2 separate regions of the Sus scrofa genome follow, and region 1 is linked to region 2. The links are chromatin contacts, called in public Hi-C maps. All regions are on one chromosome and are shown on one strand. Each heading gives the region's core, a stretch centred on a gene start, on an enhancer-like site or on the middle of the called end of the contact. The rest is flanking DNA. Distances are from core to core; before and after follow the strand shown.

Region 1 (6,186 bases), core at 2,387-4,886, 39 kb after region 2:
TCTGGGCCTGGTTAGCCGAGCCCATTCCTCCTGTCAAGTGATGCCCCTGGGGTCTCCCACATTGTACCTACAAGACACAGTCCAACCTGGGCTCATGCTTCACCACTAAGGCCCCAAGAGCAGGGCCTTGGGGCCGTCAGCTCACATGACCCACGTTCATGCACTTCGTTCTGGAGACTCTCTAAGGTCATCATTCCCCAAGGTGACACTCCCACACGTCTGCCGCCCCCCTGCTCTACAACAAGGCATCTCCCCAGAATCACGCAGACCCTTGGCACAGAGCTTCCAGAGAGGGACTGACACTCAAACGCAATCCAGGACCACTCCAGACCTCTGATGAATCCCAGGGCCAGGGAGAGGCCCGAGTGCTGCTTTGAAGGCCTCCCCACCTGCTTCTGACCCTTGCTTCAATATTAGCCACTCAGAACCACATGTGGATTACAGACACTCATGACTCTCTTCTACATTTGTGACGTAACATCTGCCCCTCAACAGTCACAACCCCGCGTTCTCTACTCAACCTTCCTTAAAACCCCAGCCCTTACAGTCTCCCTGCCAGGCACAAGGACTCTCACAAATGGCATTCACCCCAGTCCTTACCCACCAGCAAGACCAAAACACCCAGATCTTATCCAGGCTCACTGCGCAACTCTGGTGAACCTGGACTGCAGTGAATTAGCAGGAGCCCTGGTCCCAGTATGAACTTGGCTGAATTACTTCTCTGTCTCCCAAGCCACACCTTGCACCCCCTCATCTCGTGGATACCTTGGCCACCTGCCAGACCATTCCAGGCTGCCCCTCCCCTCACCTGTGCTCGTTATACTCAGGAATGTCAACCAGGTGTAAAGGAAGCGAGCCACTATTCAACACGCACCCTAGTCTTTCTGACCTGCTAACAGCATTACAACTAGAACCTGCACTCCATTTTAGAAATGTCATCCACAGATTCACTGGTCCTTACAAGAGCCACTACTTTTGAAAGTCTCCATCCTTAGCCCTTCAACAGATGTGTCCAGCTGTCCATCTGACGCCTCCACTCACTGTACTCTGAAACATTTCAGACCCAAAACCAGGCCAAAACAAGACTTCTGAGATTCCTCAGGAAAGAAACCTACCAACAGCTGCTACCTCCCATTTGATGAAGGATACATCCCTTCACCTGCTAGAACCCAAACCACCAGAGTCATTCCTAATCTCTACCTCTGTATTCTCTCTGCAGTTCAGAGAATCCCTCAATTGCAACATCCACTATCCACTTGCATCTTCTTCTTTTTAAAGAAACATGAAATGTATTTATCTATTTTTGGCCATGGCATGTATCAGCTTGATTTAGGATCTCTGCTCCCAGACCAGGGACTGAACCCCAGCCACAGAGATGAAAGTGCTCTGTCTTAACCACTAGACCACCAGGGAACTCCCTTGGCCCTTCTATTAAAAGAAGAAGGGAGAAGTTCCCGTCATGCCTCAGTGGTTAACAAATCCAACTAGGAACCATGAAGTTGAGGGTTCGATCCCTGGCCTCAATCAGGGGGTTAAGGATCCAGTGTTGCTGTGGCTGTGGTGTGGGCCGGCAGCTACAGCTCCGATTAGATCCCTAGCCTGGGAACCTCCATATGCTGCGGGTGCGGCCCTAAAAAAAAAAAAGACAAAAAATAAATAAATAAAATAAGAGGTATGTAGAGTTGGGAGTTCCCTGGTGGCTCAGTGGGTTAAGGATCTGGTGTTGCCAATACTGCTGCTCAGGTTACTGCTGTGGTATGCATTTGATCCCTGGCCTGGGAAATTCCACATGCCACAGGTACGGCCAAAAAAATAAAATAAAATAAAACATACCTAGAATCCAAACTTGTCTCCCACCTACATGGCCACAGTTCTGGTCCTTCAGCACTCTTCTCGATTATAGCAGTAGCCTGCTCTTGGGCTCCTGGCCCCATTTCTTCTTTCTTTCTTTTTCTTTTTCTTTTTTTGCATTATAGGGCCCATCTGTGGCACAAAGAAGTTCCCAGGCTAGAGTCCCACTGGGAGCTACAGCTACCGGCCTAGGCCACAGCCACAGCAACACCAGATCCAAGCCACATCTGCAACCTATACCACAGCTCATGGTAATGCTGGATCCTTAACCCACTGAGAAAGGCCAGGGATCGAACCCACATCCTCATGGATCCTAGCCGGGTTCCTTAACCACTGAGACATGAAGAGAACGTCTTCTTCTTTTTTTTTTTTTTTTTTTTTGGTCTTTTTAGGGCCGCTCCCACGGCATATAGAGGTTCAGGCTAGTTGTCTAATTGGAGCTATAGCCACCGGCCTATGCCACAGCCACAGCAACGTGGGATCCAAGCCTGTCTGTGACCTACACCACAGCTCATGGCAACGCCGGATCCTTAACCCCCTGAGCAAGGCCAGGGATGGAACCTGCAACCTCATGGTTCCTAGTCAGATTCATTAACCACTGCACCACGATGGGAACTCCACTAGTTGGATTCTTAACCCATTAAGCCAACAGAAACTCTCTCCTGCTTTTTGTTATTAAAAGCCACCTGCTGTACCATGTTTCCAGTTCAGCCACACCTCCAAGCATGTGTACGCTGGATCAGTTCCTGAGACAACCTGCTATGTCGGTTGATACTGGTTGTCGGGAATGGGAACACCTCTACTTACCCTTGTCCTGCACTCAGAGCTTGAGGATACCCTCAGGGCCCCCATATCCAAGAGCTAAGACTGTATCAAAGGAAGGGTCTCAAGACACCATAATACTCAGTGAGGCACTGGGTCACCCTCTCCTGCCTTTTTTAAGATCCCTAAGTGCTTTTTCAACCGTCAGAACCTGTGGGAAGGGGAAGGCAACCATGGCTGGGCTCCTTGGGTGCAGGACTTCCGTGTAATCCCATCCACCCCTGAAACCTGGTGACCACGGTTTAACTGACTAATCTCTTCAGAGCTGCCTCTTATCAGATCTCTGACTTTGAATAAGGACTCCAGCTCTCTGTGCCTCACTGTGCCTAATACGCACCCTCCAGGCCGCTCCGTTTCCCAGCAGCATTTTGGTAACTTTTAAAACCCTAACATGTAACGTGTCCTTCTTCTGACACTAACCTTCAAGGCCTCCAAGTCCCTCAGAAAAATAAACAGCCACTCCTCCTCACTCTGTTTCCTGCAGACATCAGATGGACCCCAGGTTTCCCGGATCCTCCCGTCCCAGTCGCACCTCCAAGCCTTTACACCGACCAGCCCCTTCCCCTGCAGCCTCTCCCACGCGCCATCACACCGCCTTCAGAAACCGGGCGGCACCCAAGACCGCCTCGCGGTTCTGGACACCGGGGCCTGGGCCGCAAGCACGGGAGCAGGCGCCCCGCACTCAGCCTTTAGTGTCTGGTAGGGGAGGGCGGGGAGGGCCTGAGGACGAGCGTTTACCTGAGACGGGTCCTTCAGCACCGCTGCCATCGGACCCTTGTGGGTGACACAGGCCAGTAGCGGCGGGCGAGGAGGCGGACGCGGGCACCCCGGCGGGGTCGCGGGGCCTCGGGGACAGCGCCTCCTCCTGAACCTTCTCCGTCAAGACACCTCCGTTCCGCTACCGCAGCGGAGCCAGAACATACCCAGAGTAGTTGGAATGGCGGCTTGAGCAGATGGGGCAGGAAGTCCCGCCCCTATGCGAGGAATCTGCCCGGAAATGCCTTACCCTAACCTTTCATTGGCTCCCCCAAGCGTAGGTCCTTCTGGGTAATGTAGTTCTCCTGGCTCTGGCGGTTCCCCACAAGAGGTGTTCGTTTATTTCTTTTTGTGGCGGCACCCAAGGCAAGCGGAAGTTCCCCGGCTAGGGATCGGAAACACGTCCACGTAGCGACTGAACCACAGAGTGACAACGCTGGATCCACTGCGCCGCAAGAGAACTCGGGGTGCGCTCTCTCTCTCTCTCTCTTTTTTTTTTTTTTTTTTTTTTTTTTGGTCTTTTGTCTTTTTAGGGCCGCACCCGCGGCGGCATGTGGAGGTTCCCAGGCTAGGGGTCTAATCGAAGCTACAGCTGCAGGCCTAAGATAGAGCCACAGCAGGCCAGATCCGATCTACACCACAGCTCACAGCAACGACGGATCCTTAACCCACTGAGCGAGGGCAGGGATCGAACCTGCAACCTCATGGTTCCTAGTTGGATTCGTTTCCACTGTGCCCTGCGCCTTTTTTTTTTTTAATTTTTACTGCCACAGTGGAGGCATGTGGAAAGTCCCAGGCCAAGGATTGAATCTAAGCCAAAGTTGCAACCTATGCTGCAGCTGCAGCAACACCAGATCTTTTAATCCTCTGTGCCTGGCTGGGGGATCTAAACCATGGCTCTGCAGACCTGGGCTGCTGCAGTCAGATTCTTATACCCACTAACTCACAGCAGGAACTCTCAGGAGTCCTTAACCCACCAGAAATTTTTCCATGTGGCACCTGTAAGGATGTAAGAATTAGAATGCAACCATCCCATTTCAAACAAGGGAGAGGATCTGTCTCTTGTTAAGTGCAACAAAGAGACATAATTTCAGAATTCGTGAAGCTCAGTCACTTCCCAGAGGATAAAAATATTATTGGAAGTTCCCTCCTGGCTGGCTGGTTAAAGATCCTGTGTTGCCACAATTCTGGTGCGGGTCTTACCAGCTGCTCAGGTTTGATCCCTGGCCCTGGGAACTTCCACATGCCCTGGATCCAGCCAAAAATAAAAATTAAAAATTTAAAAATTAAAAAGAAACAAAACTGACTAATGTCCAGGTTCAAGCCCTGGCCTCACTCAGTGGGTTAAGGATCCAGCATTGCTGTGGCTGTGGTGTAGGCCAGCAGCTGTATTTCCGATTCGAACCCTGGCCTGGGAAATTCCATATGCCATGGGTGAGGCCCTAAAAAGCAAAAAAAAGTGTGGGGGGGTGCTTGTTAGGTTGAGTAAATTGGCCTACTAAATTAGCTTGTCTTTGACACTCCAAGGAGAAAGTTCATAGCCGCACTGAGCTCTGCTGGAGTAAAAACATAAGATGATCGTATCAGTCACTCCTGAGAGCAAGGACACCTCACTAACTGCATATGCACAGAAAGATGGCTAGAGCTCAAAAAGATCCTGATTGCAAGTACCTCCCCCGCTTCAGCAAAATCACATACATACTAACAGTCCCACCCACCTCAGTGGAGAGGTTTTTCAGAGCTTTATGAAATGATGCCTCCTGGGCCATATTCCTTATTTTGCCCCAAATAAAACTTACAACTCGGAGTTCCCGTTGTGGCGCAGTGGTTAACAAATCCAACTAGGAACCATGAGGTTGCGGGTTCGGTCCCTGCCCTTGCTCAGTGGGTTAAGGATCCGGCGTTGCCGTGAGCTGTAGTGTAGGTTGCAGACGCGACTCGGATCCCGCGTTGCTGTGGCTCTGGTGTAGGCTGGCGGCTACAGCTCCAATTCGACTCCTAGCCTCGGAACCTCCATATGCTGCGGCAGCGGCCCAAAGAAATAGCAAAAAGACAAAAAGACAAAAAAAAAAAAAAAGTTCCATAGGAGTTCCCTTGTGGTGCAGCAGATTAAGGACCCTGTGTTGTCACTAAGGTGGCTGGGGTCATTGCTGTGGGGAAGGTTCAATCCCTGGCCCAGGAACTTTTGGATGTGGCCAAAAATGAATTAATTAAAAAAGAACTTTGGAGGAGTTCCCGTCGTGGCTCAGTGGTTAATGAATCCGACTAGGAACCATGAGGTTGGGGTTGGATCCCTGGCCTTGCTCAAGTGGGTTAAGGATCTGGCGTTGCTGTGGGTGTGGCCTTAAAAAGACAAAAAATAAAAAAAGGATTCGCCTATAGCCTGAAATACACAGGATAGCCTAGTATCAGGGGTCTGACCTTTAAGAGTAAAATAGATTTCCATTCATATTGAGATAAAAAGCTGCAGAACAGAGAATAACGTTTGTCTTGTTGGAGGTTTACAGGAACATTGTGACTTGACTTCCAGACCTTCATGGACAGCTGCAAGAATAAAGGAATTCTAAACAAAGAAATTTGCAAAAAAAACCCCACCCATCTCCCTTTTTAAAATAAAAGACGGGAGTTCCCATCATGGTGCAGCGGAAATGAATCCAACAGGAACCATGAGGTTTTGGGTTTGATCCCTGGCCTTGCTCAGTGCGTCAAAGATCTGGCGTTGCCATGAGCTGTAGTGTAGGTCACAGATGCGGCTTG
Region 2 (5,955 bases), core at 2,689-5,188:
ACAAGGAGACATAATGAACTAACAAACAACATTTGTTGGAGTTCCCGTCATGGCTCAGCGATTAACGAAACTGGCATCCATGAGGATGCAGGTTCGATCCCTGGCCTCGCTCAGTGGGTTAAGGATCCGGCATTGCCATGAGCTGTGGTGTAGGCTGCAGACGAGGCTCAGATCCCAAGTTGCTATGGCTGTGGCATTGACTGGCGACTGCAATTGGACCCCTAGCCTGGGAACCTCCATATGCCACAGGTGTGGCTCTAAAAAGAGAGAAAGACAAAAAAAAAAAAAAAAAAAAAAAAAAAGATTTGTTGGCACTGCCAAAACTTTAATGAATATTTTGAGCCAAGAAGTGCAATCCAGAGAGGGAGATAACAAAGAGCTGGTCCAGAGAATAACACAGGAGTGCAGGGTAAATTTGTGAGCAGGGTTTGGGGAGTTTTAAATGACACATCTGTGATGACTAAGCTCTTTTACCTGAAAGTACTGAAATATTTATAATTATTAAGACAATTCAGGAGTTCCCTTAGTGGCTCAGAGGTTAATGAATCCAACTGGGAGCCATGAGGATGGGGGTTTGACCCCTGACCTCGCTCGGTGGGGTAAGGATTGGCATTGCCGTGAGCTGTGGTGCAGGTTGCTAACACAGCTCAGATCCCACGTTGCTTTCGCTGTGGCACAGGCCGGCAGCTGTAGCTCTGATGTGACCCCTAGCTTGGAAATTTCCATATGCCACAGGTGTGGCCCTAAAAAGAAAAAAAAAAAAAAAAAAGAAAGAAAGAAAGAAATAGGTGAGCAGAGATTATTATGAAGTACAAACTTGGAGCTCAGGTCGTGACTCAGTGGTTAACAAATCCAACTAGGAACTGTGAGGTTGCAGGTTTGATCCCTGGCCTCGTTCAGTGGGTTAAGGATCCGGCGTTGCTGTGAGATGTGGTGTAGGTTGCAGACTTGGCCTGGATCCCGCGTTGCTATGGTCCTGGCGTAGGCCGGTGGCTACAGCTCTGATTCGACCCCTAGCCTGGGAACCTCCATATGCTGCGGAAGAGGCCCAAGAAATGGCAAAAAAAAAAGTAAATAAATAAATAAATAAATAAAAAGTACAAACTTCCATTTACAAAATAAATAAGCCGCAGGGATATAATGATCAGAATAGGGAATATAGTCAATAATATTGTTTTAACTTTGCATAGTGACAGATGGAAACAAGACTTAACGTAGTCATAATTTCATAATGTATAAAAATATCTATTTATTATACTGTACAACTGAAACTAATATAAGTCAATTAAACTTGGGAGGGGGGGGGAGTTTCCACTATGGCACAGCAGGCCATTGCCGAAGCTGCGGCTTAGATTTGATCCCTGGCCCCGGAAGTTTCAGATGCCACAGGTGCAGCCACAGGATCAATTCTGAATCCTCTGCTTCACTCTCATTGTTACAGACTGAATGTTTACGTTCCCCCCAAACTCACAGCTGACAGACTGCCTCCCAAGCTCATGGTATTACAAACTGGTGGGAAGAAACGTGGATCAGATGTGGTCATGACGGTAAACTCCACATGAATGGAATTATGCAGGCTTATAAATGTAAAAAGCTTGTTCCTTTCTCCACCAGGTAAGGACACAGTGAGCAGACGGTGTCTATGAACCAGGAAGCAGGCTCACAGGAAACACATGATGTAACCATGTAGTCCTAATCTTGGGACTTCTAGCTTCCAGAACTGTAAGAAATAAACTTCTGGTGGGTTTGGGTCTTCTTCTTGTTGTTTTTTGTTTTGTCTTTTTATTTTTTTGGATTTTTTTTTTTTTTTTTTTTTTTGCCTTTTCTAGGGCCACTCCCATGGCATATGGAGGTTCCCAGGCTAGGGGTCGAATCGGAGCTACAGCCACCGGCCTATGGAAGAGCCACATCAACTCGGGATCCGAGGCACGTCTTCGACCTACACCACAGCTCACGGCAACGTCGGATCCCTAACCCAGTGAGCGAGGCCAAGGATCAACCCACAACCTCATCATTCCTAGTCGGATCTGTTAACCACTGAGCCACAATGGGAACTCCTGTTTTGTCTTTTTAGGACCACACCCATAGCACGTGGAAGTTCGAAGCCTAGGGGTCAAATCGGAGCCGCAGCTGCTGGTGTACACCACAGCCACAGCAACGCCAGATCCGACCCATGTCTGCAACCTACACCAGAGCTCACGGTAACACTGGATCCTTAACCCACTGATCGAGGCCAAGGATCGATCCTGCATCCTCGTGGATATTAGTTGGGTTCTTAACCTGCTGAGCCACAACAGGAATTCCCTTCTGGTGTTTTTAAGTCACCTAGTTTATGGTATTTTATAATGGGAACACAAGCAGACCAAGACACTTTCCTTCCACAGTAGGAAATCTAGTTAACCCTTAACAGAAACACATCCAGAATGCAGCCACTTCTGAGCCACCACTCTGTCCCATGAGCCCTTAAGTGGACTACTGTAAAAACCTCCACCCCAGTTTTCCCTCCTCTTCCCTCAGCCTTACCATCTCTTCTCCACTCTGCAACCCGATGGAGCCTGTTGAGACCTAGGTAAGATCATTCCCCTCCTCTGATCTAAACTTCCCATCAACTCCAGAATGGATACGCAACTTCTCAGGCTGCCATTCCAGTTCTGAGTCACGTCCTCCTGCTCCTTTGCTCTTACAAGAAAGAAGACCTTAATGATTCCAGCTGAGCTTTACCTCTGAGCATTTTTCCCTCCCTGGTACTGGGATAAACTTTCCACACTTGTCTACATCAGGTGCCAGAAATGGAAATACCTCCATATAATCCTTGGTACTGACCCGAGCCCCTGGGCTTGAGGTTTCTGCAGAGTCCCCAGATCGAAGGTCTAGAGGAATGAAATGTAAAAAATTCCAGGACACCATAATACAGAGAGTATGTGGGTGAGGGTAGGGAACAGTAAGAGCAGGAAACACCCAACACATACCTATGCAGGTTCCATAAGCACTTCCGCAGCCACGTTTTGAGAGACAGATGACGGATAGTGACAACCATATATTCACACCGCGTTTCAACGGCCTCAGGCCCCTGGGTACCCATGCCTGGCCCGTGAGCCTAGTGAACTAGGGCTGGATGTCTACCTCCTGTGCCTCCATGTCTCACCTTACCAGCTCTGGGTACCTAAACAAAGATCCAACCTCCTGTGCCCCAACGTCTTCATTCCCCTCCTTCAGTCTGTTCCTCCGTTACAGAACCTTTGGAAAACTTAAAAACTTACTGCAGTTCGCGTGCTTCCTTGGTTTAAAAATTCTCCATAGCTCTCAAGAGTCCTGGGAACATAAGTAGTACCCTCAGCCGGCTAGTCCAGGCGAGACTCCGCCTCAAACTTTTCCCCAGCCGGGCACAGCGGACCCCAGGTTTTCCGAGTTCTCACGGCTCAGTCCCAACTCCGAGCCTTGGCACATGCTGGTTCCTGGGCCCGTAACCCTCTCGCACATCTAATCACACTCCCGGTAGTGAAGTTAAACAGGAAAACTCAAGGGTTACATTTATTCGCAGCCGCTGTCAGAAACGCCGAACCGTCCTGGACACCGAGGCCTTGGCTGCGGGAACGAGAACACTCGGGGCTTTAGCGTTTCCTGGGGTGAGGGCCGGCAGGACACGCTTACCTGAACCGGGTCCATCGGCGCGGCCGCCGCCATCCAGGCCTGTGGACGGAACGGGGCAGGAAGAGGGCCGGCGGTCCTTAAACCGGCCCGGGTGCGTATCATCTCGCGCGACGCCGCGGCCGAGCCTCACACTCGCCTTTGTGCAGCTGGAACAAAGACGCCTCTGACCCTTCCTCGGTCCTGTGCTGGCCGCCCCGACTCAGCGCTCCCGAACTTCTGTAGGGATGAACACACCCGAGCAGCCAAAATGACCGCCCGGAGGAGGACGCCGGAAGTCCCGCCCACGCGAGTGACACGCACGGAATCGCCTCTATTCTGAGCCTTCATTGGCTCAGTGAGGCTGCCGATCGACGCCGAGCACTCTGGGCCACGTAGTTCTCACGCCAGGGCTACGGCGCTCCCACAGGGCCACTATGCAATAATCTTGGACCCGCGAGAGGCGCTGGGAAATGGAGTCTCCCGGGCCCAGGATTTAGAAGGGGAAATTGTCCATTCTTAAAGGCGCAGAGTTCAGTTTTCTGAGGGACTGTTGTGCTGCCTGCAGATGTTCAACCTTGTTTGAGAGGTTTAGTTCACACTCTGTGAAGTTCATCGTGCTCCCTGAGACCAAACATATCTTTTTGGATGCTCCAGAGGACACACATCCAAACGCACATATCATACCTAGTGATTGAGAAACAATATGTGGCCATTGGTAGGAGAAGCTAATGAAGACTTCATAGTAGGAGGTATGACACGGGTATGAGATTAAGAAATACAAACTACTGTTCTTAACAAACCAAAATTGGGTTGGAACACCTGACTCAGCAAATCCAATCTATCATGGTGAAGACACCGAGTAAGGGCAGCCAATTAAGCCAACCGTGCTCTTTTCTCTATGAGGCCCCGGTGTGCAAAGGCTGCAAAAAACAGCCTCCTTGGTAGTGTATTCAGCCTGTTGCCTGTACAGGTTGCCCTAAGGGATCTTGGGGACAGCCCTTTCCAATGGACATTCATGACTGGCATGCTGTCCCAATCTAGGCTCCAGACAGGCATGCACAGTGCCTTTGGAAAGCCCCAGGGCACGGTGGCCAGAGTCCACATTGGCCAAGTCATAATGTCCATCCACATCAAGCTGCAGCATAAGGAGCATGTGATTGAGGCACTGTGCAGAGCCAAGTTCAAGTTCCCTGGCCACCAAAAGATCCACATCTCTAAGGAGTGGGTATTTACTAAGCCAATGCAGATGAATTTGAAAATATGGTGGCAGAAAATCTCTGTGGGGTCAAATACATCCCTAATCGCAGCCCCCCGGGGCAAATTCCAGGCCCTGCACTCATGAGATCCTTGGTGGCATTGTCCCCTCCTTAACGCTCAACAATAAATCCTACTTTCCTATAAAAAAAAAAAAAAGACACCGAGTAAGGAGACTAGGCAGCTCATACTCAAAAGACATGAACTCGGAGTTCCCTTCAAGTTGCCACGAAACAAATATGACCAATATTCATGAGCATGCAGTTTCCATCCCTGGCCTCAATCAGTGGGTTAAGGATCTAGCGTTGCTTTGAGCTATAGTGTAGGTCGTCACCGCGGCTTGGATCTGGCATTGCTGTGGCTGTAGTGTAGGCCACTGGCTACAGTTCCAATTCAACCCCTAGCCTGGGAACCTCCATGTACTGTGGGTTTGGCCCTAAAACGGAAAAAAAAAAAAAAATCAAAAGACTTGAACTCCCCAGAGTGGCTTTCAAGGAAGGATTTTCTTCCTTCCTTCCTTTTTCTTTTTTCTTTCTTTCTTTCTTTTTTTTTTTTTTGGCCACACCCTCATCATCCTGGACCATGGATCAAACCTGCACCACAGTAGTGAATTAAGCTACAGCATTGACAACAGCAGACCCTTAATCCCGCTGCAGCAGCACAAGCCACAAGGGAACTCCTCAAGAGACGATTTTTAAAGACCAGGTGGCAGGATGGGTGATCAGCTTGTGCAAAATTCTCTGATTGATGATGAGATAACAGGATGATACTTTGAGATTCTCAACTATCAGTTTTCTGACTCCAGTCTGGGGTATAAATGCTAGTTATCTGCATGCAGCTTTTTTTTTTCCTCCTCTCTCTCTTTGTAGGGCAGCACCTGTTGTAGGAATCTCATACAGAGACAGGACACCAAGGCTTTTTGCCAGGGAACAGGGTTTATTTGTGCCCACACTGGCTCAGTTGGATTCACATCCAAAGGCTGAGTCCTGAACACAGTGGGGTTCTGTCTGATATACCCTCTGTTATTTTTTCTTTGACACTTTGGTTCCTTTGTCCCCCTTATAAGGTAAC

The links. Hi-C and Micro-C count contacts between places; a contact is called where the count stands out from the background.
Region 1: a Hi-C map of skeletal muscle shows a contact between it and region 2, with 5 times the contacts expected there. The contact joins the promoter of LOC100514469 here to the promoter of LOC100514656 in region 2. A contact is called at or near these places in 4 of 47 Hi-C or Micro-C datasets (embryonic fibroblasts, heart right ventricle, liver and 1 more).

Annotation. Positions count from the first base shown.
Region 1 is chr6:62,452,921-62,459,106 of Sscrofa11.1, forward strand. It overlaps LOC100514469 (zinc finger protein 850-like), which reads right to left and starts at 3,637. Exons shown (of 2, transcript XM_005664917.3): 1 at 3,412-3,637.
Region 2 is chr6:62,413,162-62,419,116 of Sscrofa11.1, forward strand. It overlaps LOC100514656 (zinc finger protein 551), which reads right to left and starts at 3,939. Exons shown (of 5, transcript XM_021095151.1): 1 at 3,652-3,939.